Regions from separate parts of the Sus scrofa genome. Here region 1 is linked to region 2. A link is a contact called in public HiChIP or PLAC-seq data. All regions are on one chromosome and are shown on one strand. The core of a region is the stretch at or near the end of the contact, and the rest is flanking DNA. Distances in the headings are between cores, read along the strand shown.

Region 1 (3,937 bases), core at 1,056-3,555, 50 kb after region 2:
AACCAATATGGCAGACAGAAATACAAGGCCGAAGAAACAGTGGCTACATAGAACAACCAGCAAACACGAGATAAAATGGCAGTACCAGGTCTTCATTTATCAATAATCATCCTAAGTGGAAATGGACTGAAGTCACATTGAAAGACACAGAATGACTAGATGGACTAAAACAATAACACCTAACTGTCTGCTGCTTCCAAGAGACTTGCCCCAGCTCTAAGGCGAACACAGGCTCAGAGTGAAGGGTTTGAGCAAAGAGAAAGAAATTGAAAGAAATTCAGTGAGATACAGAAACAATTTCCCATTCACTTGTATATTTTTCAATTTCTTTCATCAGCCAAAAGAAAATGGGTGTAGCCTACTCTCATCTGGGACAAAATAAACTTCAAGCCAACAAAGGTAACAAGAGAAAAAGATGAACATTAAATAATGATAAAGAAGATAATTCATTAAGAAGACATAAAATTGATCAATGTATATACCCCTAACATAGAAGCAGCAAAGTAGGTAAACAATTATTAATGGACTTAAAAGGAGAAATTAAAGCAATGCAATACCAGTAGGGAAAGTTAATGTCCCACTTACATCAATGGATAGATCATCTGCACAAAAGTCAACAAGAAAACAATGTCTTGAATGATACATTAGAACAGAGAGATTTATAGATTTGTATAGAACATTCCACCCAAATGCAGCAGAATATACATTCTTCTCACGTGCACATGGAACATTCTCAAGCATAGACCATGTGCTGGTAAACAAAACAAGCCTCGATAAATTTTTAAAAACTATAATCATATTGGGCATCTTTTCCAATCATAATGGTTTGGAACTAGAAATCAACTACAAGAAAAAAAACTGGAAAAAACTCAGAAATATGTGGAGACTAAACAACATGCTACTGAACAACTGTTGTGCCAATGAAGAAATCAAAGGTGAATGCCTGAAGACAAATGAAAATTAAAATATAACACACCAAAACCTATGAGATACAGAGACATCTTCCCATTCACTTGCATATTTTTCAATTTCTTTCATCAGTGTTTTACAGTTTGTAGTGTACAGGTCTTTCAATTCCTTGGTTAAATTTATTCAAGGTATTTTATTCTTTTTGTCACTATTATAAATGGGATCATTTTCTTTTTCTTTCTGCTGGCTTCTTATTAGTATAGAGAAATGGAGTATATTTTTGTATGTTAATTTTGTACCTGCAACTTTGCCTTATTGATTTATTATGTGTGACAATGTGGATGTCACTTGAGGGTATTGTGCAAAGTGAAATACATCAGATGGAGAAAGACAGATACCATGTGACTTCACTCATACATGGAATACAAAAACAAGCAAAAAAAAAAAAAGTAAATGAACACACATACACACAAATTGTAGGGTCTGAGAACAAAGTAGTGGTCACCAGAGGGGAAGGGTCAGCCAGCAGAGGAGAGTGACACGGGTAAGGGGATCAACTAGATGGTGACAGGTGGAATCTAAATTTTTGGTGGAGCATGCTATGCTGTACACAGAAGTAGAAATATGATGCACACATGGAACTTGTGTGACAAACGAATTTTATCTCAGTTTTTTCAAAACAGTGAATATCACTAGTCCTGGAATAGAATCTTGGAGAGCAAGACATGACACGATGACCGCTGCAGTCCAGGTGTGGTTATACAGACGCAGACTTGGACACTGGCTGTATTTCACATTTAGGGCTGACAAGACTTGTCGCTGGAATGAATTGAAGCCTAGAGAGAAAAATGGGACTTAAGAAGGACTAAAGGAGTTATTACTTACTGATATAAAAAGACTACAGGAGGAACAGGTTCTGGATCACAGCAGGAAATCAAGAGTGTTAGTGTAGATATGTTGAATTGGAGAAATGTATTGGATATAGAGGAGACATGCTAAACAGGCAGCTTAATTTAAAAGCTTCAAGTTCAAGAGTGAAGACAGCTGGAAAATATAAATCTGGACATCATTTATATATATTTGCTTTTCCATGAGGCTGAATTAAGGGAGAAAAAACTAGACACTGAGAAGATACGATGTTTATAGCATAAAACATACAGAGGATACAGAATTGGAAACTGAAAGCAATTGCTAGGCGGAAAAAGAAAACAGGGAAGCAGCCAGACAGAAGCACTGTTTCAGGAAGAAAGGGATGGTGATCTTGGTTAAATGCTCTGAAACAAAGTCGGAAGAGGAAGGCGCGCGGGCCGTTTGAGGCGGTAACAGGGAGGAGGCCTCGAGAAGGACTGAGCTGGACCCTGGACATCGAGTTACGGAGGAGGTTTAGTTCCCAGCAGCAAAGTCTCCAGGGTGCGGGGAGAAGACAGAGAAGACGTTAGGAACGCAGAGGTCAGGGTATCCGAAGGTTGTCTGCTGGCTGATACAGGCACAAAGATCGGCAGCATCAGTGGTCGAGAGGGCCAGAATCACGGGCTGAAATCCACAGGGAATGGAAGGGTCGGGACATCCAGGCCCCCTGGAACAAGAGGGAGTGGTGCGTGGTACAGTCTGGTGACCTGTGCTTTAAAGACACCTGCGTGCTCCGTGGATGTTGTTGTTTTGTATTTTTATATGGGGGGGGGGGCAGGACCTGGGGGTCCGTGGAAGAAGGATAAACGGTCCGGAAACCTTAATGAGGAACAAGGGCATCTAATCTACCTCCCGCCTGGCTCTGCCAGATGGAGTGGAGGAAAACAGAACCCGGACGGGAGGAAGCTGCGGGTACCACTCATGCAAACCAACCAACTGCCCCGCCTCAGCTTTGAGTTTTCCAGGACTCTTCCACCACGTTCGCGACAGGCACATGAACAGCCAGTTCATGATGACTGGTGAAGCTTAACTGAGAAGATGTCCAGAAAAGGCTCATCACATATCAACCTCATTGTGATCATTTGAAATTGGTAACTTTTAATGAGCTCTAGAAAATCAGAACATATTTCCCTGAACTTGTTAAATATATGCTTCTTCTGGGAAAGCTTTTAGGACACAAAACTTATAATAATGCATTATAATGTGTATGTTGTTATTAATATTTTGCTTATTTTAACACCTTAATGCACACATGTAAAATATCTCTTAAAAACTGGAGTATATATACAAAGTCCTCACAGTAGAGTTTTGCTTCTGTGTAAAATAAAAGCACTTTAAATGTATCATTAGAACCATGGCTTTAGGGAGTTCCCATTGTGGCTCAGCAGGAACGAACCCAACTAGTATCCATAAGGATGTGGGTTTGATCCCTGGCCTCACCCAGTGGGTTAAGGATCCAGTGTTGCTGTGAGCACTGTGGTACAGGCTGAAGATGCAGCTGGGATCTAGAGTTGCTGTGGCTGTGGGGTAGGCTGGCAGCTACAGCTTTGACTTAACCTTTAGCCTGGAAACTTCCATATGCCGCAGGTGCGGCCCTAAAAAGACAGAAAACTACAACAACAAAAATAACTGTGACTTTACAGACACCACATCCTATTACTGACCTATTTTTGTCCAGTTCTCATACTATGTGAACAGTGTAGGGGCACAGGGCAGTGAACGCTTTCAAAAATATTAGGGAGTTCCCTTGTGGCACAGCAGGTTAAGGATCTGGGAGCTGTCACTGCATTGGCTTGGGTCGTTGCTGTGGCGTGGGTTTGATCCCTGGCCTAGCAACTTCCACATGCCATGGATACAGCCCCCCCCCCAAAAAAAAATGTTTAAATACACACAAAAAAAGAGCCAGAAGGATAGGCACAAAAATATTATGAACCTATTATACTACTCTAGGTAGCATTAGATGTGAACCATTATTCTTCTATGAGTCTCTCTATTTTTTAAAATGAGCATATGTTTATGTTACAGTCAATTACTTTACAATTGAAAATCAGAGAAGATACTTCAATTTTGAAAAAAAAAATCCACCCCATTTTAAAACACACTGCTGAGACACTGAATA
Region 2 (3,851 bases), core at 1,121-3,620:
TTTTATTAGTTCAAGAGCTTTGCCAGAATTTTTAAAGTTCTACATGAAAGGATCCATAGAAACAGAAAAGGGGCTAGCTCAAAAGTTTACAGTACGTGAAATTCACAGAATAAACCTGTTCCTGGAATTGCTACCTAGGTTTAAAAAAAAAGGTAGCACTTCCTCATGCCACTTTCATCTCAGGAACCCTCCAGCCAGCTCCAAGATACCCAGTGCCCTGTTTTCTCATCAGACGCAAAGCGTGCCTGCCTGTGACCTGCCTGTAAACAGAATCAGATAGGTATTCTATTATACAGAGGGTGATGTATGTTTATTATACTCACTGTTAGAATCATGAGGTTGATCCTATTAACTCTAGTGTCATTATTTTCCTTACTGCAACACAGCCCCTTCAACTAATACATCACAGAGGACTGTGATGGACATCTGGTAACGTGCATTCACTCCAGAGCTTTTACACACACTGCAGTGATGGTCGGGCCCTCTCTGTTTTTTGATGCACACGTACCCACATCCCTGCTGCATGTGTATTTGACATGAAATAGCCAGATCATAGGGAACTTAAACTCAACTTAAACAGATGAGTCCAAACAGGTTTCCTGAGTGTACTTTAAGTCATCTGAAAACAAACACACGATGGTTCCTAAAACAGAATCGCCTTTCAGAAGCCATACTCATGTGAAATTAGTCCTGTATATTGAATGACTCTACGTCTTTATAATGGCAGATGACACGCATGGTTTATATCTGTGTAGACATGCATATAACCTGTACCCATGGCAACTGGGAACAGAAGGCGTGGCATGACCTTGATTCTAAATGGCAATCTCTGGTTCAACAGGCTGGTATAACATTGCAAGGAGCAGGAGGAGCAGATGGATGGAAAGGAGAGAAGCGGAAGAGGCCAAGAAAGAAGAAGAAAAGAGGCCAAAGGCATGAAGAAACCTGATTCTGTCAAACTTTGGTGAAAAATGCTGGACATAAAATCGTAGCCCAAATTGGCTGCAGCTCTCCGCAGTTACAAGGACCTGATGTCCCTTCAAGTCTGATCACTTTGCCTACAGTTTGGGAAGGGTATTTACTTCCTGGGGAGCTCTGCCGGTCTGTGACCTGACTCCACTGTTCAGGTTTGGGCTGGAGCATCTCAGGTTACACGGAAAAAGCCCATCTGACAACCAGAACCCACTATGACCTGGGGCCCTGGCCCCTTCACAGAGCTCTGGGGAGGAGCCTGGACCAGGGATTCAGAGCCCCGTGCACAGCCTGGTGTGAGTCTTTTGCTTACACCTTGTTGCCTCCATTAATTTCCCTTCATCAACGCAGATGCTGGCTTGAAGGTTTTGAAGGTACAACAGTGATAAGCAGCACAAATGTAAATCAGTATTTTTTTGCCAGCACGGTTTCACTGACTTGATGCCATGGTCACACATTTCAAAATTCTCTAGCCTAGAATAGACCATCCTTGAAAATGTTTTGGACACATGTACGAAGGGGCATTTCCAGCAGCAAAGATGAACGACAATGTATGTGCACACACAGTAACACCGGCCTTCAGCAGAACATGGACCTGAAACTGCATCATGCTTTTGCTTCTCTAGAAGGGCTTGCTTGTATAACCGCAGCTTCGGCCTCCACCAAGCTTTGTGAAAACTAAATATAGACCTACAATTATAATTTAATATAGAAAACTAAATATAGAACTACCATATGACCCAGCAATCCCACTCCTGGGCATATACCCAGACAAACCTTTCCTTGAAGAAGACACATGCAGCCCTATGTTCAGTGCACACTCTTCACAGGCACCAAGACGTGGAAACAGCGAAAATGTCCATCGACAGATGAATGGATTAAGAAGATGTGATACATATACACCCTGGAATACTACTCAGCCATAAAAAGGAACAAAATATTGCCATTTGCAGCAGCATGGATGGAACTAGAGATTCTCATACTATGAAGTCAGTCAGAAAGAGAAAGATAAATACCATATGATATCACTTATATGTGGAATCTAAACTATGGCACAAATTGGGGGTTCCCATTGTGGTGCAGCAGAAATGAATCGGACTAGTATCCATGAGGATGGGGGTTTGATCTCTGGCCTCGCTCTGTGGGTTGGGGATCTGGAGTTGTCATGAGCTGTGGTGTGGGTCCAAGATGAGGCTCAGATCCGCAGATCCTGCACTGCTCTGGCTGTGGTGTAGGCCAGCAGCTGTACTCCAATTCAACCCCTCATCTGAGAACTGCCATATGCCATGGGTGGGGCCCTAAAAAAGGCAAGTAAATAAATAAATAAACAAATAAACAAATAAAAATAAAATGGGTACAAATGAACCTATATACGGAACAGAAATAAACTCATGGGCTTAGAGAACAAACTTGTGGTGGCCAGTGGGGAGTGGGAGGGAGTGGGGTGGACCAGTTTTTGCTTAGTAGATGCAAACTGTTTGCATTTGGAGTGGATGAGCAGTGAGATTCTGCTGCATAGGACAAGCAACTATATCCAGTCACTTGCAACAGACATGATGAATATATTATTAGAAAAAGAACATATATATATATATATATATGTATAACTGGGTCACTTTGCTGTAGAGCAGAAATTGACAGAACACCGTATATCAACTATAATAAAAAATTTAAAAAATCTATTTCCTCCAGTCACCCACTTTCTTTTAAATTTTTTTTCTTTTTAGGGCCACACCTGAAGCATATAAAAGTTCCCAGGCTAGGGATCAAATTGGAGCTGGAGCTGCTGACCTCCGATATAGCCCAGCATCCGGGTGCATCTGCATCATACACCATAGCTCAGGGCAACACCGGATCCTAAGTGAGGCCAGGGACTCATGGATACTCCCCGGGTTCGTTAACCACTGCCGTTAACCACTGCGCCACGACGGGAACTTCCATTTTCCAGCTTTTTTAAAAAAAAAAAAAAGTATTGATGAATATGTTTTCTTTACCCATTTTGAATTAATATTAATATTTGAATTTGTACCTTTATATTATTTCATTTGAAACAAGCAGTCAAAACATATAACCTCCAGACCTCCATAATCCTTCAAAGAACAACCCCCCCCCCGTCCCCCCAAAATAAATGGCAGAGTATGCTACAAAATAATAGTGATTATTTCTGGACCGTAAAATTAGGAGTTTCATAACTCACATATTGTTAGTGAAAAAGTACTTAGGTTACTAACAAGAGTACTTTAAAATAAGAGAGAAACAAAAGGAGATTCAAAGCAAACAGCTAAAACCAAAAATAGGCTCCACTGCCTCTCCTAGAAAAGAGCGGGGCTGTGGAACCAGCTCCGCCCGCGGCTGCCTTGCTCACATTACACCTGCTGCTGAGAGTCAAGGACACCGAAGCCAGCCGTGGACCAGGGGCCAGCCTGGGTTTCAGCCACAGTCTTGGGTCTTGAGCCTCCTTAGAAACCAGATTAAAAACTGTAACAACAAAACCCAAGCGAGGGCGTTCCCCCTGTGGCCCAGCAGAAACAATGGGTAGGATGCGGGTCTTGCCGGGTTCCTGGCCTCGCTCAGGGGGTGGGGATCGGGGCTGCTGTCGGGAAGGTCCCGGACAGGCTGGGGTCCTGCTGTGCGCTGCAGTGGCTGTGGGGAGGCCGGCAGGTGTAGCTCTGAGTTGACTCCTAGCCTGGGAACCTCCTTGTGCTGCAGGTGAGGCCCTAAAAACCAAAACCAAAAAAAACAAAAAACAAAAAAAAACCTTCCTTTCAGTTTCGTTTCTCCTCAAGCGTTCCTAACAGGACGGCTACAGGTTCTAGTAACCGGCCTGCTTTTCAGCTTCTAAAGAGAAGAATCCTTTTCTGGAGGAGCCAGACGCTGGC

What was found. HiChIP or PLAC-seq counts read pairs in DNA pulled down with a chosen protein or histone mark.
Region 1: an H3K27ac HiChIP or PLAC-seq map of alveolar macrophages shows a contact between it and region 2. The contact joins the enhancer-like site here to the promoter of LOC102161784 in region 2. A contact is called at or near these places in 2 of 5 promoter capture datasets (liver and skeletal muscle), 17 of 47 Hi-C or Micro-C datasets (adipose tissue, blood, brain and 10 more) and 1 of 2 datasets of contacts at active chromatin or transcription factors (alveolar macrophages).

Annotation. Positions count from the first base shown.
Region 1 is chr4:127,270,451-127,274,387 of Sscrofa11.1, forward strand. No RefSeq gene overlaps it. Among named protein-coding and RNA genes, the nearest start is that of LRRC8B, 140 kb to the left of the region's middle. Within about 2 kb of position 2,306, at least 6 of the 83 cell types and tissues checked have an H3K27ac peak or open chromatin away from gene starts, as enhancers often do. A contact at or near this core is called in adipose tissue, alveolar macrophages and retroperitoneal adipose tissue, where this site is marked.
Region 2 is chr4:127,220,295-127,224,145 of Sscrofa11.1, forward strand. It overlaps LOC102161784 (guanylate-binding protein 6-like), which reads left to right and starts at 2,371. Exons shown (of 17, transcript XM_005663708.3): 1 at 2,371-3,507; 2 at 3,808-3,851. The coding sequence starts at 3,504. The region is part of intron 1 of LOC106510239 (a long non-coding RNA gene); the gene reads right to left.